Linked DNA regions of Mus musculus: region 1 is linked to region 2. Evidence: chromatin contacts called from public capture Hi-C data. All regions are on one chromosome and are shown on one strand. Each heading gives the region's core, a stretch centred on a gene start, on an enhancer-like site or on the middle of the called end of the contact. The rest is flanking DNA. Distances are from core to core; before and after follow the strand shown.

Evidence for each region. Capture Hi-C pulls out chosen DNA fragments and counts their contacts.
Region 1: a capture Hi-C map of macrophages shows a contact between it and region 2, with 5 times the contacts expected there. The contact joins the promoter of Tspan18 here to the promoter of Chst1 in region 2. A contact is called at or near these places in 3 of 39 promoter capture datasets (the SN4741 cell line, embryonic stem cells and hematopoietic stem and progenitor cells) and 2 of 9 other capture datasets (embryonic stem cells and macrophages).

Annotation. Positions count from the first base shown.
Region 1 is chr2:93,332,056-93,336,659 of GRCm38.p6, forward strand. Tspan18 (tetraspanin 18) reads right to left here and starts at 2,432. Exons shown (of 10, transcript NM_183180.2): 1 at 2,217-2,432.
Region 2 is chr2:92,598,234-92,602,952 of GRCm38.p6, forward strand. Chst1 (carbohydrate sulfotransferase 1) reads left to right here and starts at 1,474. Exons shown (of 3, transcript NM_023850.2): 1 at 1,474-1,915.

The DNA of each region.
Region 1 (4,604 bases), core at 1,182-3,681, 730 kb after region 2:
AGTTACCAGAAAACTGGGGGAGGGGTCCTTTCTGGATTCAGATCAGTCTGTCCTAGGTGCAAGTCCAGAGGTTTGTTTCCTCAAAGCTCCCTGGAGATTCAGTGATTGACTGGCATCTTGGTCTTGGGGACAGAGAGACAAAGAAATGAGCCTGGGCTTGGACTACTGAGAAGTCAGAAACTGGGGAATCTACCTGGAGTCCAAGAGACAGGACCAGAGGCAGGAGCAACTTTGGAAGGTGGAGAACCTCTATGTTGTCTTCAGTGTGAGGGCTGGGGTGAGTAAGGAGTAAAGAGAAGAGACAGCACCCAGAATCTGCAGGCCTTCGGGTTGGGAACATGCTAATACCCACGTTCCAGGGGTGGGCGGGGCTCTCCAACTAGGCTACACACACACACACACACACACACACACACACACACACACTGAGAGCCATTAAAACTAAAACAAACAACACTCTTCTTTTGTTTTCTGGCATGTCTTAAAGACAAACCCAGTGACAAGGGTCCCCACCCTTTCCTTTGCCTCTCTGCGTTGGCTCTGCCATTCCAAACAGAAGCCAGGCAGATAGGATGATCTGTCTGATGGAAACTTTGTCCTGGATGGGGGTACTAGCTGTATCCAATAAACACATGTGGTTTCTACCCAGGCTGAAGGCAGGACCCCATCTGTATCTTGGGGACCCATTCCCAACACCTGTGTGTGTGTGTGTGTGTGTGTGTGTGTGTGTGTGTGGTGGGGTATATGGAATAGCTTGGATGGTGAGCACGAATTCCTAGCAAGGGCACATGAAAACTTCAGTCGGTGTGAAGCTACGGTCTCTGTGAGCTTATCTGTACTCTCTTGGGGGAACAGAGAGAAGTTTAGTGAGAAGAGAAGGCACCAATTCCCTCCAAAGTCCCCTCCATAAGAACAGCCTTTCACACAACAAAGATGACCCTTTCCACCCACACAATACAGGAGTCTAAGAGTACAGGAAGGAAGAAAGTGCGTTTTCACCAGCATGTGGGACGTGATCATAGAGATGCATGTGGGACCTCAGGCCCAGGACATGGAGTGCTCTCGGTAATGGGTGAGGAGTGTATCCCTTTTGATGAAACTATAGAAATTCCTATGCCCCCAATCTACCTATGCCCAGAGAGAGGACAAATCCTGCCCACCACGCCCAGAGATCTGACCAGGACCAGGACAAAAGATGCCACTTTTACAAAAATGGCTGGGTTTCAGTAACTTCAAGTAAATCCAACTAATGTTCTATCCTATTGTCTCCATGCAGGCTTGCTGTTCATGTAAACTTTCTTTTGTTTTTCTGGGTGTAAATTGTTCACTCATCCTTGCCAGCAGCCCACCTCATGACACTGATCCGTCTGATCGTTGCACATCAGTCTCACAGTGGGTGCACCTCCGTCCGATTCTCTGGGACAAGGTGGGGAGCTCCTCCAAACAGACCCCACGCGCATTGCCTTGGTCCATCTGCGGTTCCATGAGCTCAGAAACTCAGAGAAGCTCCTAGGCTGGTCTGGGAAGCCGATCTGGCCAGGGAAGGGCGCCCCCTGGCGAGACAACTCTCCCAGCGCAAGCAGGACCCGGAGCCCGCGCGCGCCCACCTCGGCCAGCCACGCTAAGGAACCCACGGCCACCACACCCCACATCCGGCCGCAAGGAGCTCCGGACCCGCCCGGGAACCTCCTAGGTCTCCACATCCACGGAGCTGGACATCTTCCCGCGCAAGGAATGATAACTCGGGTGCGAGAGCAAAATCTAGGAGCGTTCTCCAGGCCCTGCTACCAGGGTCCCACGAAGGCGAAGAGCGCTCGGTGCCCCAGCCCGATCGGCTGTCCGCCGCGCCCAAGCCCGGCTCCGTGTCCCCCGTTGTGACCTGCTTGTGTGCAGGGTCACTTGGGCTCACCCCTTCACTCTCGGTACAGCCCCGGCCAACACACCGGCTCTGGGAGTCCCACCTGCCGCCTTACTGTCGCCTGAGCCCCCGAGATCGCTGGGCGCAGAATGGCTGCACCTGACCTGGGCGAAGTCGCGACCCGAGCATGCTCCGGGTCACTCAGTGCGGCGCTGTCCCCGCCCCCAGGGGAGTCGCTTCAGAACTTGGTGGCCGCTTACCCGAGCGTCCTGGGACCCGCACTGATCTGGGATCTCCCCCGAAGCGCGCGGTATCCCGGGGCCAGTACGCACAGAGGGGCTCAGTGATTGAATCCTACCTGGCAGAGGCTCGGCCGCGGGGTAAAGTTTCCCCAGGCGCAGAGTGCGCTCGCAACTTGCGGGGCACCGGTAGTCCTGCGCCGCGGCGCTGGGCTAGGCGTCAAAGCGACAAGGAGCGGCGACGCCCGCTGGGGGCCAGGGCCGGGCGGCCTGGCGTGGCTGGGCTTCGGAATCGCACAGCGTTGCGTCCGCCTGCAGCTTGCAGCCCCTGAGACGCCGGCGGCAGCTGCAGCGGCTCACCCGCCACCGCCGCCGGCCACACCTCCCGCCACCCTCCGGCCCGCCCTCCCGCTCCCTCCGCCCCAGCCTCCGCCCCTCCGTCTCCTGTCGCCACTACTGCCGCCGCGGTGCTGGCGCGTCTCCGGGGCGGACACGGCTCTCATGGTCCACGGCCGCTCTCTCACCGGGTCCTAGAGCGTGGTTTCTGGAACTGTGCTCTCCCGATGTCCTCTGCACTCCTAGCCTCAATGTCTGAATTTAGGAGATTGCTGGAGAAGGGTGAAGGTAGCACGCTAGACTGGGACATTTATTCCCTGGAAGCTTTCTCGCTGTTATCACACCGTGTGTGGGACTGCAGGGCTGGGGTGTGGGATTCTCCATTGCGATGTCGCGTCTTGGTTTCCCACTTACTGCCAGGGAAGTACCAGATAGAAACCTGTGCAGCAAGCTCTATTAGGGTTCATTGTTGGTGCCTCCCAACCCCATCCGCTGTAAACTATAGCACTGCTAAGGACCAGACCAGTGAGAGGCTCTCACTTCATCCTCTCCTCCACTGGGGTTCACTAAGACAGCTAACCTATGCTATACAGAACCCATATAAAATTCACAAGCAGGCACTCAAGAGCCACAACCTAAGAAAGACTGTCATGAGAAGGCTCAAATCGTTGGCAGCAATTATCAGTGTCTCAGCTTTGAAAAGTCCTGTGAGGCCACACACACACAAATCAAACTACACTCTACAGGAGACCACTTGGCCCACTGATCTCACCCAGGACAGACACTCTTTGACTTCAGTGTGGAACTTGGTGAAGTCAGGATGCTAGACAGAGCTTTGAAGGGTAAACAGAAAACCAGACTTGGTATTTTCAAGCCCACAGTCCAAGAAGTAAAATGTCTAAGGTCTCAGGGCTGTTCCTTTGAACCACTTCACAGAGAGAGGCCAAGAAGGGGATTTGACAGAGGGGCATGCAGTTTCGAGAACAGTGGACCAATGGCGTAGGTGTGGAAGTCTGTCAATATATAGATACCTCTTCAGCTTCCCAAACAGAGTGTGTGTGTGTGGGGGGGGGGGGTGGGGCACGGAACCCTCTGGCTGAGAACCCTCACAGGCCCTTAACTCAAGGCTGCTGCTGTAAAAGACTGCTGCATGGGCCTCCTGGGAACCAAGAGGGGCATCCCAGAAACTTAAGCAGAATCAAGCTGTGAGGGAAAAGGCCCAGGCTTGGCAGACAGGAGGGGCCTTTAAAGATTAAGTTTTGACAAAAGCAGGCACAGTGTAGTTTAGGGGAGACAGCACAAGCTGGGGGCCAGCAAGATGGCTCCCTGCTAACAGGTACTTGCCACCAGCCCTGACTCCTGAATTCCACCCCAGAACCAACTAAGTAGATGGAAAGAAGATTGGGCCGGCTGTACATCTCACGTCCAGTTAGGACAGTGGATCTAACTCCAGGCCTCCGTTTCCTTCTGCCTCCTTGAGAACGTTAGTCTGACTGGGCCCAAGGATGACGGCTGCCTGCTTAAGTGCTTTCTTTAAATCAGCACTTATTTTATATTTTGTTTTACTTAAACGAGTTTGTTTTTAAACAGTGATATGTTCTACCACGGCCATAAATGGAAGAGCAGTGTCGGATTGCTATAAATAGAAGGATATCATAAAACAAATACAGTGCGAATAAAATGGTGTCATTAAACTCCAACAACGGATCTTCAGTCATAATAAAAGAAAGTGTAACAAGATGCCGCTGGCTGCTTTGGCTAAGAAGGGCTGAGCATCGCAGGGCTCACTCCCACTTGGAGTCCAGTGAGCGCCAAAAAGGTCACTAAAGACACATTAGCAACCAGCGTGGGACACCGCACACCAGGAAACATGATACCTGTATAGCAGAGACAGAAAAGTGCCTTTTTTCTCCCCCAAAATGGGGACCCTGGAAGTTTAGTCCCATGAGACATAAGACCACATTTTGATGCTGGGAGAGCTAGTCTCCTATTCATAGAACAATCTTAGTCTTAGTGTTTCCACATGCAAAGTTGAGCAAACAACCTGTAGGGTCCCTTCAACTGTTCTGTCGGGAAACCAAGAAAGTTCCCCAAATGGTGGCTTATCATGAGGTTTCAGGCAGGCAATGAAGTATTCCAAGGGGATGGAGTGGGGAGGGGAGAAAGACAGC
Region 2 (4,719 bases), core at 224-2,723:
AACCAAGACAAATGACCATGTGGCCTACTGGGACCCTTGGAGCAGAGGTCTTCACGTCATCTGGTTCCATGTGAAGCCTTTTCTGAAGATATGCCCCTTGGGGTCTCCGGGAGACTCCTAGACATTATGTTATTCCCTTCTTAGCGAACAAGTAAGCATCCACCCAAGCTAACATGGGAGCTGTTGCCCTAGGAGATAAGAAAAAGCACCTCCATTTTTCCTCGTGAGGAAACTGAGGCACGGGTGGGGGAGGACTGCATCACATGGTCACACAGCAGACTCACAAAGGCTCCTCTGCACTGAGAACTTCCAGGTGAATATAACCTCATTAAAAAACAAAACAAAACAAAAAAAAAACCCGTTGTTCTCTGCACCGTATCAGGAGTGACAGACGGATGGACAGATCGTGTTCTAGGAGACGTAAGAGACGGTGGAGATGGAAGCCCACTCCTTTGGACGATCGCTACCACTCTGGACAAAGTCTACTACTGCCTTTGGTCCAGAGCCCTGCAAAGTACCTACACATCTTCAGATGGGAAACAGGTCAGGATGGGGTCTGGGTTTGTGCGCATGGACACCTTGGTGGCCAATGGTAGAAGTGGGTTTTCCCTCCTCTTCAGTTCAGGGCCACAGGCATTCCTCTGCTGGCTTCATTTTTCCTCCAGGCCACACTGAGGGCTCAGGGGTATGTTTCTCTTGTCACTAGCTATAGTGTTCGGTGCTTCTGACATGCAGGAGATGCTCAGTCGATATTTATGCAGAGAACGAAGGACCACTGTAGTGCCAGGGCTTTGCCGCTGTCCTGGTCCCACAAGTGCAGCTTGTGGACTGGTAACTACCTGGGAAGACAGATGCAGCCTAGGAGGAAGGGGCTGGGCAGGATGGAAAGCTTCCTCTAGCAAAGGAACTCTAGTGTCCGACTAACTGGCCAGCTCCACCCAGCCCCTGCTGAAAGGGGATGACAGGATCTGGGGCAAATGAAACATTTCTTTAGTTGTGGGTGATGGAAGAGAAGCAGGGGCATGTAGTGGAATATCGACTTCAGTTCTGGGTTTGGGAGTCTCTGATTGCCCTGGCTGGGGAAAGGAGCCAGGGTCAGGTTGGGGCTGTAGCCAGACTTGGGTATCCAGAGGCTTTGGCTGCATAGATAGAGCCATGCCTTCGCTAGGGCGGGTGTAGGGGGAGAGGGCAGGCCAAGAGGTACCCGTGCTGCTGCCGCTTGGCCTCCTCAACTCGGGGGTGGGGGGTGGGGGGTGCGGGGTGGAGGGTGGGGGGTGTGGCTGCCTCGGCCCGCCGGTGGGTTGGCTCCGGAGCCCTGCTAGTGGGGGTGTCCCGGCGCTCCCGGCCTGGGCTGCGCGGGGGGGGGGGGGGCGGGAGGGCGCGCGCTGACGGGGTCGGGCGGAGAGGGGGCGGGCGGCGCTGGGGGTGGAGCCGGGACCGCAGCGCCTGCCACCCGCTAGCTCGGCGCTGAAGCAACCACCGCTGCTTTTGACTCCGAGACGCAAGGAGGGTACTCCGTGAGGCTCTGGCCTCCGAGGCTGCTGCTGTCCTCCGGAGACTGGGGCTGCAGTGCTCGGTGTCCCGGTGCCTGGCCCTGATCTCTCTCTCTCTCTCTCTCTCTCTCTCTCTCTCTCTCTCTCTCTCTCTCTCTCTCTCATCAGGAAAAGGCACTGTGCAGAGCGAGCCACCCGGAGCTAGCGCCCCCGAGCCATGGAGAGGGGCCCGTGAGGGACGCGCGGAGGCGGAGGAAGAGGCTTGGGAGGAGGGAGGCCGAGGAGCAGGGCGCGGGAGGAGGAGGATGCCGCCGCCACCTCCACCGCCACCACCACCCGCGGGCCCCCGGAGAGCCTGACTCTAGACTAAGGATGGAGCCAGCGCTGGGCGCTGCAGCGGCTCCCGGCGCGCCCGCCACCAGGTATCGGCCGGGTCTCCCGGGCCCCGGGGCAGGCGGGAACGGACTGCACCGCAACAGCCGGGAGGGGCGGGGGCGCGGGCGCGGCGGGAGACGCCCCTAGCTCAGGGCCGGTGTCTCTGGGCGGTGCGCGGAGGCGGTGGCTAGGGACCGCAGAGTGCTGGGCGCTGGGAGAGGTTGGCTGGGGCTAGTAGCCCTCCGGAGAGCTCCGCGATCGCTCCTGACCTCCTCCTCTGGTGAGGGCAGCAAACTTGGGATAAACGTCTGCCCGGGGCTCCTGTTCTGCTGCTGCGGTACCCGCTCGGGTGTCTGCTCCGGGTTGATCATGCAACAGCCTGCTAGACCCGAGCGGCCGAGGTTGCCAGAGACCCTGAGGTTCCCGTGCCTCCTCTAACTTTACAAACCAGGCTTACACCCTGAGGCAAAGCACTGTCCCGGCCTCTTGCTTATAGCCTCGGTCTTGTATCGGCTTCTACTATGCTGGTGATAGGCTGGGCCCTTAGGAGACTAGGGCTGCCTGACGGTGCAGAGCTTCCCCCCACGCGAGGCCAAAACAATCCTAGCACCTCTCTGAGTAGGATATGGGGTGGTCAGCTTCTTTCGGGGTCCAGGGAGGGACACGGTGCTTGACTTTACAGTAACAGTAGACAGTGGCCCTAGCTGGAATCTATGGGTTAAAAGGCCACGCTATCTGAGGAAGGAAGGTCCTGCTAGGATGGCACCTTGGCTTGATTTCAGGTACCTCACCATGTCACCTCTCCCTACTCCAGGTCTGCCTCTTTTTAAGATTACATTCCTAGTACCCACTTCCTGATGGGCTTAACCGTTTAAGCAAGAGGCTTCTGGACACCAAGGCTTTTGGGGTCCAGGACCAGGGATGTTATAGCTGACTGCTGAGAGGTTGAGGCTGGGACAGGGGAGGTGCATGTCCAAACAGTGACAGGAATTCAGCCCACTGTCTTCTGGAGCCTAGGGACATAGGAAGACACCTATGGTGGAGGCAGGAGGCAAGCATCCTGGCTGAGCAGAGAACTGGGAGCCACTTGGGAAACCCAAGGATACCAGTGGATGTAAGAGGCAAGTTGAGATGGGCTCATAGGCTAGGGAGATACTTTCCGGGGTTTCTTAGCCCTTTAGATGGGACCAGGCTGTCTCACAAAGAGATCTTACCTGGCAGGCAGTTCCCAGGCCCCAGTCCCCAGTAGCTGCCACACTTGTAGGCATCCTGATGACCCTGTTTCTTTTTCAAAGTGCTTCTATCGTCATGACTCACACTCTGGAGTCACCAGGGAGGTATCAAGCTTCCACCCTAGTCTATTCCCCGCCCTCTTGGGTCTTTAGGGAGCTGCCAGGAAAGGAGGGGGTGGATATGCCCTTGGTCTTGGACCCCTGCAGGAGCCTAGTGTGACAAACTTTCATTGCTTGCTGGTGGGTGAGTTGGCTCGAGACCAGCAGTCCAGGTCATGGTATCTGTGGGGAGAGGAGGGGTGTGCAAGTGAGAGAAAGCCATTGATGATTATGCCCCAATATTGCTGGAGCTTTGAGATCAGGACCCCCCCCCCTTCTCTGTCCCCTAACTCCTTGGTTTCTTCATCTCAGAGCAAAAACCCCCTCCCCGACTCCAAATCCAAATTTCCCTTTTTGCCGAGTGGTTGTGAAGCTTTGGGTTAATGGCTCCCTTCTGAGCATCCTAAGTTAGCCCACTTCCTCCTACCCTCGCCCCCATGTCCTGTCGGCTCAGTGCAGGCTCTGATTCAAGGTGTGGGTTTAGATTCTCAGTGCCCTCTCCCAAGGGCCCTGGCTCCAAAGGGAGGGTGGCACTGGGGAATGCTAGTGCAGGGAGTAAGTCAGGCTGCACTGGAGGAGGGACCTAGCTTTGTTCGACTGAGTCTGAAAGAGCCCTGGGTGTCAGGTTCTCAGTGAGACCTGGTTTGTGCGGCCCCCCACTCCCCCCCCCGTCCCGTCCCCAGCCCCCTCTTGCCCATCGGCTATGCCCCATCCTTTTACATAGGGAGTCTGAATTGGTGTGAGGAGGGAGCATTTGATAGTCATAATCTGGTTCAGAGAAGGTCCCGAAGCCCTGAGTCACTGTATGGTTTCCATGGAAACAGACTTGTTCAGAGGACTCGATGTAGCAAGGCATTGGGAGGGGGGAGGGAAACATATAGTAAAATCAGGCTCCACAAGTGTGATGGAGCTGGACCAACTCCCTTTGGTGGGAAAGACAGAGGAACAAGGAAGGTTCTGGCCTCCGAGGGGAGGCTGCTTCTCTCCACCCGCACACAAGGGATTCTCCGTCGGGGCGGCTGACAGGCAGGCAACCGACACTTCCGTGGATCTTCTGGGCAGGTTCCCAAGCTTCTGGTGATCTCTCAATGCCTCGGTTTCTTTCTTTGTAAACTGAGGGTTGCAAGAATCCTCACCTAAAAGATCCCCGAAGGTCAAGTTCATTAACGTGGAGCACATAACAAAACCACAGAGTGTGTTGGGAGAGTGTCATGGTTACTTATTTAACGGGGAAAGGGTTCACCTGGCTCCCTCGCCTGTATCCCAGCTGGCGGTCTGACATCTGTGCCTGGACTGGCCTGCTTGGGAAAGGTGGTCTTCTGTAGCCCTGGCACCCCTGCTGGGAGTCAGCCACTTGGTTCATCACATAGAGATTTATTTAGGATTGTTCAGCCTGGTACTTTGCAGCCCTGGCTCTTATTTGAGACTCTATCCACCCAGGAATCTTGTATGAAGAAGAGGCCACATGGCTTTGCCTTAGCATCCTGAGAGAGGGTTGGTTGCTGAGTTCTTTGGGGCTA